2 separate regions of the Mus musculus genome follow, and region 1 is linked to region 2. A link is a contact called in public Micro-C data. All regions are on one chromosome and are shown on one strand. Each heading gives the region's core, a stretch centred on a gene start, on an enhancer-like site or on the middle of the called end of the contact. The rest is flanking DNA. Distances are from core to core; before and after follow the strand shown.

Evidence for each region. Hi-C and Micro-C count contacts between places; a contact is called where the count stands out from the background.
Region 1: a Micro-C map of stem cell-derived motor neurons shows a contact between it and region 2, with 2.4 times the contacts expected there. The contact joins two enhancer-like sites. A contact is called at or near these places in 1 of 39 promoter capture datasets (hippocampal neurons), 1 of 15 datasets of contacts at CTCF or cohesin (hippocampal excitatory neurons), 23 of 484 Hi-C or Micro-C datasets (the AML12 cell line, brain, cerebellar granule neurons and 14 more) and 2 of 115 datasets of contacts at active chromatin or transcription factors (neural progenitor cells and oligodendrocyte precursor cells).

Annotation. Positions count from the first base shown.
Region 1 is chr8:10,170,401-10,176,443 of GRCm38.p6, reverse strand. All of the region lies in intron 1 of Myo16 (myosin XVI), which reads right to left. Among named protein-coding and RNA genes, the nearest start is that of Myo16, 20 kb to the right of the region's middle. Within about 2 kb of position 2,928, at least 8 of the 459 cell types and tissues checked have an H3K27ac peak or open chromatin away from gene starts, as enhancers often do. A contact at or near this core is called in cerebellum, neural stem cells and stem cell-derived motor neurons, where this site is marked.
Region 2 is chr8:10,050,221-10,056,743 of GRCm38.p6, reverse strand. No RefSeq gene overlaps it. Among named protein-coding and RNA genes, the nearest start is that of Tnfsf13b, 47 kb to the right of the region's middle. Within about 2 kb of position 3,098, at least 22 of the 459 cell types and tissues checked have an H3K27ac peak or open chromatin away from gene starts, as enhancers often do. A contact at or near this core is called in cerebellum, neural stem cells and stem cell-derived motor neurons, where this site is marked.

The DNA.
Region 1 (6,043 bases), core at 1,679-4,178, 120 kb before region 2:
GAGCCAGGGGATTATTTGAAGTTGGAATGGGTCAGAACAGAAGGGTTTCCTGGAGCAAGTGTTCTGAATAATTTGGTGACTACAAAAGAATGGGAGGAGCTTACAGGGGAGGGAGGCTGCTGCCTGACTTACAACTTCTGACCCTGCCTGGAAGGTTAACTCTGAGAGTGGCACAGGCAGACAAAAGTACTTGCCACACAACATTCCTGTAAATACAGGCAGACTGTGTTGGTGAAATGGTTCGATGGTTAGAATTCTCGCTTCTCCCACAGTGCCCCACACTCCGGTTTCTTCGCTCAGGTTGGGTGGCTAACAATCACCTACAGAGCCTCTGACCTCCATGGACACCAGCACTAGTTTGCACACACCCACCCACACATACATAATACAAAAATTTAAAGATCTTTAAAAAAATCAAGGAAGTGTGGAAGCCACTGAAATCCTAACATCCAGGAGGTCAAGATGGGGATCCCTGGGTGATGCTGACTCGCTAGACTACATAGAATCGGTGAACTCTGGGTGCAGGGAGAGAGTCCACCTCAGTAACTAAAGTGGAGAGCAATGGATACCAACCTTGGGTATCCCCACACAGGCTCACAAACACGCATGAGCACATGCAAACGCGCATGTATGCTTGCACGTGTGCACACACACAAGATGTGTGTGCTAAAAAGAATGATGTAAGAAGGGCAAAGAAGTGGAATGTAGTTGAAGGGAATAGAGAGAGGGCAAGGGAAGGAGAGGACACTGCCAGCCACAGAGCATTATCATCAAGGACTGTGCATTTCCTAGTTAACACAGGGGCGCACACTTCAGCCCTGCCACATTTGTTTCAGGCTAGCTAAACATCTCACTTCCTCACCGTCCTAGTGTCTTGACTTTTTCTTGGCATTGTATCTGTTTGTTGTTCCAAATTCTGTCCTCAGATCTCCATAAATAGCCCCAGGTTGTGCCATCTGGTGAGTGCAGAGTCTGTTCCCTGGTGTGTGTGTGTGTGTGTGTGTGTGTGTGTGTGTGTGTATCCTCATCCCTGTTACAGTGCTTTCAGTTAGGATAAAACCCTGCATCATCAGAGATCTCTCTGAATAACAAGTGCACATCCCACCCCAGTCCACTGAGTGTTGGTTTCACATAAGTGTTAAACTTTACTTCTGTGTGAGCCTGTTGTGACAGTGGACTCATGGGTAGCCTGCAGGTACCGATTTCCCATGTGTTCAATATAATGGAATAACAGGCCAGAAAGTCAACTGCCAGGAGGGAGTCACACCAAAGACACATGCTGCCAGGGCATCATAGAGGTCGCAGCAAGTGATGTTCTGTCCTTGGCACACCTGCCAAGATAGAGCGCTGGAAAGCCAAGGAGAAAGCTAAGAATATCTTCTAAAGAAGGCAGGCATGTTAGTGCTGCTTCGGTGCCTACACCCCTGACAGGCAAGAGCTTGCTTTCACAGAAATGGCTTGGGCATGTATGCACTGTAGGCCCAGGAAGGCTAGCAAAGCCACTTCCCATGCAGTGGCTACTCAGCCACTCACTACAGATCAATGCAGACACCCAAACTGCTGGGAATGCTTGCAATGATACAGGTGAAACGGTTCCTAAAAGGGGGATCTATAGGGAATTATAAGCACGGATTTCTGTGATTGATTAAGCAAACACCTGCAAGCTAGAGATCAGGGTACCTGAGGAACAAAGTGTGTGCTTACCCAACACAATGCACTCTGAACAAAAGAAAGCTGGGACACAGGTACTGGGGAAATGTTACCACAATGAAGCTGACTCTAAACTTGACCTGTGTCTTATCAATTAAACTTGAATACCTTGTGAAACGCCCGGTTTGCTAAGGCTGAAAACAGTGTTTTTCTTTAAGTCCAGGAGGGTTTTTAGTGACATAGTTCCAAGTCCTTGTTTGCACATGCTAACTGTGCAAAGCTACTTTTGCAGAAGTTTGTCTTGGAAAGCTGTGTTGCTTGCTGAAAGCCATGAGCCACTTTGTCAAAGGCAGTGGGGTTGCAGGCACCAGTCTCTTGGTAATTATCTCGCCATCTGTGGCCTCACAGGGGTTTGTGATTTCATCCAAATTCAACAACTTGACCTTATTTGTCAGCAAGCAGACAAGAACAGTGTTTGCTGAAAGTAAGATTCAAGGCCCGAGGTTCATCAGCTTCAGAGCTCAGACTCTGGCATTTCTCAGCTTCTCCTGGGGATGGAAGAAAGATGCTAGAGGGGGAGTTGACAGCAGACTCTGGGGCTTAGTGACCACTAGAGGCAGAAATAAAACAGAATATCCACAGCTTATCCAGCACATCCATTAATGAGATGCTTTCACCAAAGTTCAAGCACTGTAGGTGGAGTGAGAAACTGGAACTAATATGCAAACTATATTACGAGAGTATTAATATGTGAGTTGTATTTTGAGGTGACTAGCATGCCAATCTTATTGCCAAGTTATCAAATCCACTTTTCCAACTTCATAAAAACTGCTACCCTGAACACAGCAGTCCTCTGGCTGCATCTGAATCTTGCCCTCTCTCCCCACCTCAAATCCAATACGAATAGGAAGCATCAATCACATTCTCTCTGGAAGCTTCCTGCTTTAAGTCACATGGGGCATACCTTAAGCTAGCTGCTTTTTTGAAACGTACTTATTTACATGAATAAATAAATAAATGTCAAATTTGGTGAATTAACAAATCCTGCGATGGGTCCTTCAGACAACAGCAGTTTTCTACAGACTCAGCATCTGAGCTTCTGGGATCCAAATCCCAAAGCTCGCGACATATGCTCCCAAAGAAAAGGAAGAAGTGTCTGCCCTGTGACTAGAAACCTAAAAGGGCAGGGACAGCTGCCACTGCCATCGGAGGAGGGTGGTCACCCATGTCTGCACTTTTGAGAGCAGCGATCTGTAATTAATTCTGCACTCACCAGCTGGCCTCTGCAGCCCCCTCCCCAGCCCCCTCTTGGAGCTCCAGTGTGGAGAGACGTGGGGCCTCATGTGTTGCCAGGCTTATGAAAAGAAATGGTATTGTTTGCTCAGGCAAGACACCCAGAAAGTGTGTGGAAGAGTAACGTAATTAAATTTCTCAATAACGTAAGTTTAGGTACAATGCATTTGATCAAAGAGTCCTAAGTACCCAGGCTTTGTTTTTAGGATTATCCTTAAAACCTCCTTACTAAGTTAATCATCTGATGTGCACATGACCCAGCTCCACAGCTGTGTGCTCCATAGGTGTCCCTCAAGCCCACCCAGGATGAAGACAAGGTTGCACAATATGTCGCCTTCAAAGGCTTGTTTCCTGTGATTTTTGCTTGCTAAAAATTTTGGTGATGTCCAAGACAGTATAGTTGGCATAACTGGATTTGAGGGCTTGTTTCAAGAGTCTAGAACCAGCTGAGCAGGAAAGCCACCACAACATGGGTTCCTGGCTCCTGGTGAGATCCAGAAATCCCAGTCAGAGGACAGTGACTCATGCATGTGCATGTATATTCCCTGACTGACTGACATGCCCAGAAGCAATGATTTGGACAAGAAGCTGCCCAAAAGCTGTAGGGCAGGCACTGGGACATAGCTGGAGTCCAGAAGACAAGAATGGAGTCCAGTGACAAGAATCCATCTGCCAGTGGAACTGCCACTGGAACATGGCTAGACGGATTCTTGTCACTACTCCATGCAGTAGAAGCCAAGAGTGCCCACACCTTCAGTTTGGCAGTAACACCCAGAGATGTGACATCACACATGTGGCTTGTTGAAGTCTCTCAGGCTATGGAGCTCTGTCACAGTGTCCCAAGGAAATGCGCAGAGTCACAAAACCTAGACTCTGGCATCTCTGGGAATTATGCCATTTGCAAACTGGAGGCTTTTCTAAACTACACTTTAAAATCCATATATGGGCAGGAAGCAGATACCGACATTATCATTACATGATCACTTCTTCATTAATTTAGGAAGTGAGAATGAGCAGACATGTTGGAGCGTTCATGTAGGATGTTGTAACATCAATCACAGGAGTCTGTGCTTTCTGAAAAGGGAGGGACTTGGGGACATACAGCATGCTCAGCCAGTCCTGGCCTGCATCACAGCCTCTTAAAAATCTCCCCATTCTTTTTTTTTTTAAAAGATTTATTTATTATTATATGTACCTACACTGTAGCTGTCTTCAGACACTCCAGAAAAGGGAGTCAGATCTTGTTAGGGATGGTTGTGATCCACCATATGGTTGCTGGGATTTGAACTCATGACCTTTGGAAGAGCAGTCGGTGCTCTTACCCGCTGAGCCATCTCACCAGTCCAAATCTCCCCATTCTAACTAGGCATGATGGTGCACGCCTTTAATGCCAGCATTTGAAAGGCAGGTGATCTCTGTGAGTTTGAGGCCAGCCTGGTCTACACAGTGAGTTCCAGGACAGCCAGAGTTACATAGTGAGACCCTATCTCCAAGAAAAAAGAAAATGGTTGCCCATTCCAGAATATCAGGACATTGTTAAAATACTGACTGTGCTTAGGTCTTATCGCTTCACTTCAATTTGCTTTTATATTTGGAAAATAATTAATAACTATCTATTACACTAGAAACATCTAATGAGAAGAAAGATCAAGAAAATGCAAAGTAAAAAGATTCCTGTGTCTTTAGTGAATGTTTACACACATCTAAGTAAATCTGAGACCTTTTGTAAGGAAATAAATGCAAATTTAGAACAAAGTATAAAATATGCATAATAATAGGAACATCTCCGAGATGTGCAAAGTTCACACTTATTTTCCTAATTATTTTCACATTTAAATTCAGCCCAGAGAAAGGAAAAGCCATTGTATTTACAAAACAGATCATTAACTATAATTACATTTATAAGGAAAATGACTTAGGTTCCACATGCCAGGTCCAAGGGCGTATTGTCAGGCACACAGAAGGCAGTTTTCAGTGTGAGTGCTACTGTATTCTTGCCAGCTGCACAGAAGGTGAGGGGGTTAAGTATTAAGTAGCAAGCAGACACCTAAGATGTTTGTATTACAGGCATTTATGTCTGCAGCCAAAGGGATCAAGAAAGAAGACTTGTGTAGCAGATAACTGTGTTGCAAATAGAAATTGGTAGATAATTAAAAGAAGTTGAAATCCAATTTAAAAGTTCCAATCATTTGCTCTGCTTGTCTCCCAACATAAATTTACAAAAAGAAACGTCAATAAAGTACTAAGTCTTATAGAATCTCTATGTAGCAGCCATACAAATGAGCTATGTCCTTCCTTTCGGTGTCTCTCAGAAACCACCTCCCTGTTCTGGTCTCAAAAGTCTCCCTTCTGTGTCTCTGACATTGATGTCCTGTCCTCTGCACTTCCCAGAGCAGATGCTCACCCATCGGCTGGACCCCAACTGCCTTACTGTTTGTTTCACTGGGAAGGAATCTGTTCCTTCCCAGTTAGACTGAGATATGGAGGACCAATCAACACATGACTATCTCTCAGCGTGATAGCTCTCTGGATACTTTTGACAGGAAGGATTAAAGTAGAAAACAGGAAGCCAAATAAGGAATTGGGATCAAGAGAGAGAGAGAGAGAGAGAGAGAGAGAGAGAGAGAGAGAGAGAGAGAGAGAGAAAGAAGAGTAGAGCAGAGAGGGAGGGTGGAGGAAGAAAATACAGAAAAATCTATGTGTTACATCGAAAATGTAACCAAGGTGGACTCCCAACTGGCTGACAGCAGAGGGCAGAGAGTCAGAAAACCACTGGGAAAGAGAAACACAGGTAGGTGGTCCCAAACCACCACTGCCACAGCCTTGTCCCTGAGAGTGAATGCAGGCTTTCTCCTCCATGAATGGGAGGCAATTTCCCTTCTATGCTTTCAAATTGTATGTAACCGTACTGCAGAGAGCTAAACGTTTATTGATTTAAATATACCCAAGACAGACGAGAACTTAAATCTCCATCACTGTTAAATGAATTGTGAAAACGTTTCAGATTGTCAATGGATTTTACTAGCTAATTTTCTCTCTGACAAATACCAATTGGGATCAATATGCCCTAATTTTCTAATTCCAAAAATCTACTTCTTCC
Region 2 (6,523 bases), core at 1,849-4,348:
CCTGACAAACCACCCACTGCTGGGAAGTCTCCATAGTCTTACAAGTCCAGGTTACATACTGGACTATGTTCCTGTTCAAATCATTCATTTGCTTCAGCCGCATCCAGAGTGCAGGTTAGGCCGACTGTGCCAGTGAGGACACAGCATGCAGATGGCATCCTTGTCCTCTTTACCTGAGGCTCCTCCCTCCTCCCATTTCAGTACCCAGCCCCTTCAGCAAAGCCTCACTACACCGTAAACCCTGTGGCATACAGAAAGAGAAAGGTGACAGAATTCGGGTGTTTAGTTGAGTTTTAGGAGTTTTAACCTCAAAAATTAACTCAGACCCCTTGGAATCCTTTACAGTTATATGTATCATGTGACAAGAGTGCCTTTGGCAGCGATATTTAGCAAGTTTCAATCATGTGTTTATTAGAATAAGATTGGAAATAGTAGATTCCTGACCTCGAGCTCGCAGATGTCTCCACAAAAGCAAACGCAGAAATATCTAATCCTCAAGTCATACGGATAAGAAACACAAGTAAATTTGTTTTACTCACAGGAATATTTCTAAGTATTTCCAACTTATTCCTTGTATGAATGGGGCATAGGAGTAATGGAAACTACACTCCCTGACCTGCCAGCAGGGTCTTCCCACAGAGAATGATGAAAGCAAAACAGAGAGCAGGCCAGAGTGTGAGGTCACCAGCCAAAGGAGATCTACTGCTAATCTGTATCAGAAACCAGCAGCCCCAAGTTTCTGCCAGCCTTAGATACCATCCTCCCTAAGTCTAGCTACAATGTTTCTTCCTCACGGCTACTCACTGGAAGTCCCCGAGTTTCATAGCATGAGTTTCTTAGGTGGGATCTTTTCAGTTTGAAATGTTTATGAGAAACCTCTGCTTCCAGAATAAGCTTTGTTGATCCTCATGAGTCTGCAAGGGGTGCTGTGAAGCCATAAGGACCAGATGGAGGAACAACAGTGAGTGGCTCTCTCCAGTTGAGGAGGCCAGAGAAGTCAGTCAGCTCAGCATGCCTCAGCCTCCTCCGGAGGGTGCATGGGCAAGGGCTGCCCTGTGTTCACCTCTTCACTGGAGATAAGTGTCTTGCTCACATGATAGCCTCCCTGTGTGAGGCCAAGTTCAAGATCTGCTTTCCTCGTCTGTCCAATTGGATTGAGACTCACCCTTGTGAATTCTGGGTGACTCGAATGTTGCAACACCTGTTTCTCAATCTCCAGGTAAGATTACATTACAGGGGACTAGACTTTTTAGTCTTGATGTGTCTTCTTTTAGAAGACGCAAAAAGTATCCCAAATGCCATGGTTAGTAAAAGATATTGTTCGTTACTGTATATTCCATGAAACACAAGCTTTCAGCTTGTTCAGGGGTCCAGAGTAGTCTAGAGAGCCAAGCCCTTACTTCTTTCGCTGAGAATGGTCAACTTCCTCAAGTTTGCCATACACAGTTTAAATCCTCAATTTTCCAATCTGTTCAGCCACTCTATGTCTTAAGATTAATTTATTCTAATTTTATACATTTGAGTGCTTTTGCTTGCACATATGTAATTTGCACCATGTATGTGCCTGGTTGTACCAAGTTTTTACATGTGAAAAAAAGCTATCGAGTTAGATCTGCTGGAACTGGAGTTACAGGCAGTTGTGAGCTATAGGGTTAGATCTGCTGGAAATGGAGTTACAGGCAGTTGTGAACCTTTGTTGGGATGCTTAGGACTGAACCCTAATCCGTGTGAGAGCAACCACTGCTCTTAAGCATTGAGCTGTTGCTCCAGCACTAAATCTGTCTTTTAATTGAAAAGATTTGCTGCTCCTCCATGCCCAGCCCACAACAACTGTCTTTTAACAGCTGTAAATAACGATGCTTCAGACCATTACCTTGATGGAAGCAGGTGATTTTCTTTCAAGCAGTTGTGGATGTTCACCGTGTTTAATGTGTGAAAAAATTGAGAATAACAATTTTTTGTGAAGCCCATAGTCAGTTTCAGTATTTTGGAAACCAAAACCGCTAACAGTGACCACAGTTTTTGGTCTGTCACTAGCTGCACACTATATTTACTGCTGGGGCCCTTGTTGTCTTAGTCACATCAAAAGTAGACAAAGATGGAGAGTTGGCTCGAAGGTAAGAGCCCTTGCTGCTCTGGTAGAGAGTTTGGGTCCTGGTACCACCAGGTCAGGCAGCTCACAACTATTTGTGACTGCAGGGGATCTAACTCTCCTGGGTACTCCTGAGCACTGATCCATATATATGTGCAGAGAGAGAGAGAGAGAGAGAGAGAGAGAGAGAGAGAGAGAGAGGAGAGGGAGAGAGACAGAGAGACAGACACAGAGAGAGACAGAGACAGAGAGAGGGGGGAGAGAGAGGAGAAAGAGAGAGAAAGGAGAGAGAGAAGAGAGAGAGAAAGGAGAGAGGGAGAAAGGAGAGAGAGAAGAGAGAGAGAAGAGAGAGAGGAGAGAGAGAGAGAGAGACAGAGAGAGAGACAGAGAGAGACAGAGAGAGGAGAAAGAGAGAGAAAGGAGAGAGAGAAGAGAGAGAGAAAGGAGAGAGGGAGAAAGGAGAGAGAGAAGAGAGAGGAGAGAGAGAAGGGAGAGAGAGAATACAGAAGCAAAAGCAAGGTCCTGTCAGTTCTCATCCAGAACGTCAGGTCCTAAGTGCCTTCCAAAAGTCTTCCTTTGTCTTACCCCTTCTTGGCAATAGGCACACTGTATCAAAATGCATCTCTGCTTTGCAGTGTTAAAGAAGATCAGGTCTCTTGTCTCTGAGATACAGCACTGAGCTCTTCCTATGCTGAGCTTGCTCACCCACACTCTCCAGATGTCTTCTGCTCTGCCCTCACTCACCATTGCAGCGTGGCTGTCATCTGCTGCAGCCCCTGAGAAGGGATGAACACAAGAGAGTGAAGAAAGTGTGGGGCCAGGGTATGGGCTTTCCCTAACTAAGCAGGACAGGTGATGTGGAGGAAAGAAGTCCCTGTAATTAAATTCAACTCCTCTTTCAAAGAGGCTGCTTATAATTAGCAGAAGCATTCCAGATTTGTGGTTCCTCTCTATCTCTAAGAAAGGCTTTCTATTCTTAGATGCTCCGAGCAGAAGCAACTGCTGTGCTGCCCCCACCTAGTGGCAACTACTATAAAGCCTTTTATGCTCAACATTAAGACGCTGGATGGGACTGAAACCCAATTTTCTCATGGTCTTAATCTTTCCCTGTAATAAATTAAGCCGCTTGAAAATTATATAAAATTTTTAATGATGAGAATATGATCTTGTGAAGCTTTGAATTTGTGGCTGACAAAGAAAGTGTTTCTTGTAATATTAAAATTACACGAGACATCATTTTCAAAGGGCATTATTGTTCTCAGTGAGCTTAAATAAATAAGTACTCTTTCACAGAGCCTTGCCTCTCTTCTAAGAAGAGGGTGTTTTCACACAAGTTCCTGATTAAGGTCAGAAATCTGGGTGTTTGCTCTGAGCAGCTCTCTCTCTCTCTCTCTCTCTCTCTCTCTCTCTCTCTCTCTCCCTCCCTCTCTCTTTCTCTCTCCCTCCCTCCCTCCCTCCCTCCCTCCCTCCCTCCCTCCCTCCCCCTTGTTTAGGAACTAAACCCAAACTCATGCATGACAGTCAATGACTCTACCACTGAGCCTTCTTAAGCAAGCAGCAGAACAGAACCGAGGGAATACCCTGACAGCTGACAGTAGGGAACCTGTTCTTTATTCTGGTTTTTTTTTTTTCTCACAAACATCATAAAAATGACTGATCCCTGAAGACAATCTCTCTAATGGAAGAGGATCTTTAAGGCTGCTTCAATTAATTGCTAGTAGTTACAGGAGGCTTCGTATTAAGAAATAGCATCTGATTAGGCTGAAAGCAATTTAGCCAAAGTAATTTGGCTCACTACAACTGGGGTGAATATGAGACATTCCACTTAAAAGCCTAATTGAAAATGAATATTTAGCAAATGATTTCTCAATCATAGTGCTTCTTAAATAAATTGCTAAAATATCTGAGTCTACTAAGTCTTTGGGGGCCATAACTCTACTCACTCTTTGTTAAGTTATCATTTCTTCTGGCTTTTTGTTGTTGTTTGTAACAGCAAATACATTGACAGATGCAGGTCCTCGAACTTTGGTAATTGTGACACTCTGGATAGTCTTATGGGTATTATTTGGAGGGGAGATAATTTCATCTACTTCAATATATTACAAAGATTTAAATAAAAAATTATAAAAATACATTTAAGAAATTGTCAAAGATACAGGAATAGTGAAAGATAAGACATTACAAACCCTACCAGTAGACTGAAAGGAGTTTGTCGTTTCAGGAGAAAGTGAGTGTTATTTTACTTGATTGTCCTGGGGGGAAGTATACACTTGGTTAAGCAATATTGGCACGGTCACCTGTGCCCATTCGGCGATGGATGGAGAGGTCTGGAGATGGAGCTGCAGAGATCAATTGGCTGGATCAGGCGAATGAGAGGCTTCTAGAGGGACTGACATGGGAACAACCCTTCTCTGAGTGGGATAGTTTGTTCAAACATTAACAAGGAAGTGGTGTTTCTATAAACTAAACGAACAGTGTCAGAACAAACATTCACCTTTCTATCACAGTGAAACAAAGGCACCAAGAAGGAATCCCTCAGGCAGCATTTGTTAAACCAAATTTTTATCTGCACTGAGTCCCAGAACAAGGGGGTTTTGTTACTGTGTAAAAATTAAACCAGGGTGTGGTTACTGCAGCTGATTCTCAGCTGCTTCCCTGCAGTGGTGGTGGATTGTAGCCTGGAATTAGAAACCAAAGGAACACTTTTTGCCCTATTCCACTTTTAGACAGGGAGCTTAGGCACAGCAACAAAAGAAAACTCGAACAGATAACATAGCCTATGAGCATTAGGGCCTCACCTCAGTCCTCTCTGCTCATGCCTTTCCTTATCTTCCTGTTTTCTCCAGAAGCCAGCTGCCAGCTTCTGTGACGTCAGAAATGAAATGCTTTCATATTGCATTCTCACACACTGCCATTTATTAATGGTGTGATGTGACCAGTCAGTCATTGGCACAGATTGTGTAGACAGTGAAGTGTGTGTGTGTGTGTGTGTGTGTGTGTGTGTGTGTTGTGTTGTGTTGTGGTGTGTGAGTGTGTGTATGTAAATGTGTGTGTACTATGTGTGGTGTATAGCGGGGGTGTTTATGTGTGTGTGTGTGTGTGTGTGTGTGTGTGTGTGTGTAGTGTGTCTGGTGTGGGGAGGTGTTTGTGTGTGTGTGCATGTATGTGAGTGTATATGATGTGTGTGGTGTTTGTGTAAATATATGTGTGGGGTGTGTGTGTGTGTGTGTGTGTGTGTGTGTGTGTGTGTGTGTGTGTAATTTGTCTTTCATAATGAAGGATGGTGGTACAACTTCGGGAGACATCCTGGGTGGGAAGCTAAGATCTAGTCTGCATCCCGAAGTCCAGAGAGTTATGGAAAGCTCTCAGAGCAGTGTGACTCAGCTGCTCTGGATGATAGCTGCTTAGTCCCAAGAGAATAGAGTGTACACTGGAGAAATGAATGCTGTTCAAGATCGTGATGCCTCCCCGCTCTTACATAGTCACTCAGTTAACTTCCCTCAACGATGACCAAAGGTCTCCATCTCTGGTGGATCCCATGGTCCAAAATTTTAAAACATTGGTGCGGCCTCCCCTTGGAGCATTTGAATATGCACTTGCAAACTGTAAAAGGTGCCTGTCAGAGTGCTCTAGACAACAGGAGCATGGCTATGGGTCTGCCTGGGAGCACAGCACTCTCTCCTGCTATCCTCCCTTCATGTCACCGTATGAGGTGGTAGCACTAGGGTGTCTACTTTTAATGATTAGAAACCAAAATGTCACCACAAAGGGTAGGACCACCATGGCAAGGTATCACGTGCATCCTTGCCGGTGCACAGCAGATGCAGCCATGTCTCAGAAGCTGCCTAACCCATTGGGCACTTAGATAAAAGGCTGTATATGTATATGTGAACATAGATGGAACACAGCTAAACTCAGAAACGAAAGGCAAAGCCTAAGCATTTCCCAGGAGAAGTGTGCTAAACACCTATAAATGAAACTGCAGACACAAGGGGACAGGGAGATAATTTTACACATTCTTAACCCATGAGAATACAGAACGGAAAGTTAAAAGGGTGAACGTGACTTTCCATTCCTTTAAAGATGCTTGCTTTAAAAAAATAGAAAATACATGTGTAAATTTAGTATATTTGAATATAAATAGTTGAAAGTACTTGAGTCTACAAGGCAGACAAAATTATGAATTATACATAAATTATTCTGTCCCTGACTGACCCAAATCTTTATTTCTTGAAAGTAGCATTTCTGTGTGTCAGCATTTCTGTGTGTGAGAGTGCAGACTAGAGGGCTGGGGTGATTTATGGATTCTTGACAGCTGGGTGGGATCTGTAACCTCAGTTTCTCAGGAGTGTACCAGGTCTTACCTCTGCAGACACTTTGGCCTAAGCTTCTGTGGGTTGGATCTGCCCTCAGCCGACTCAGGGCTCAGCC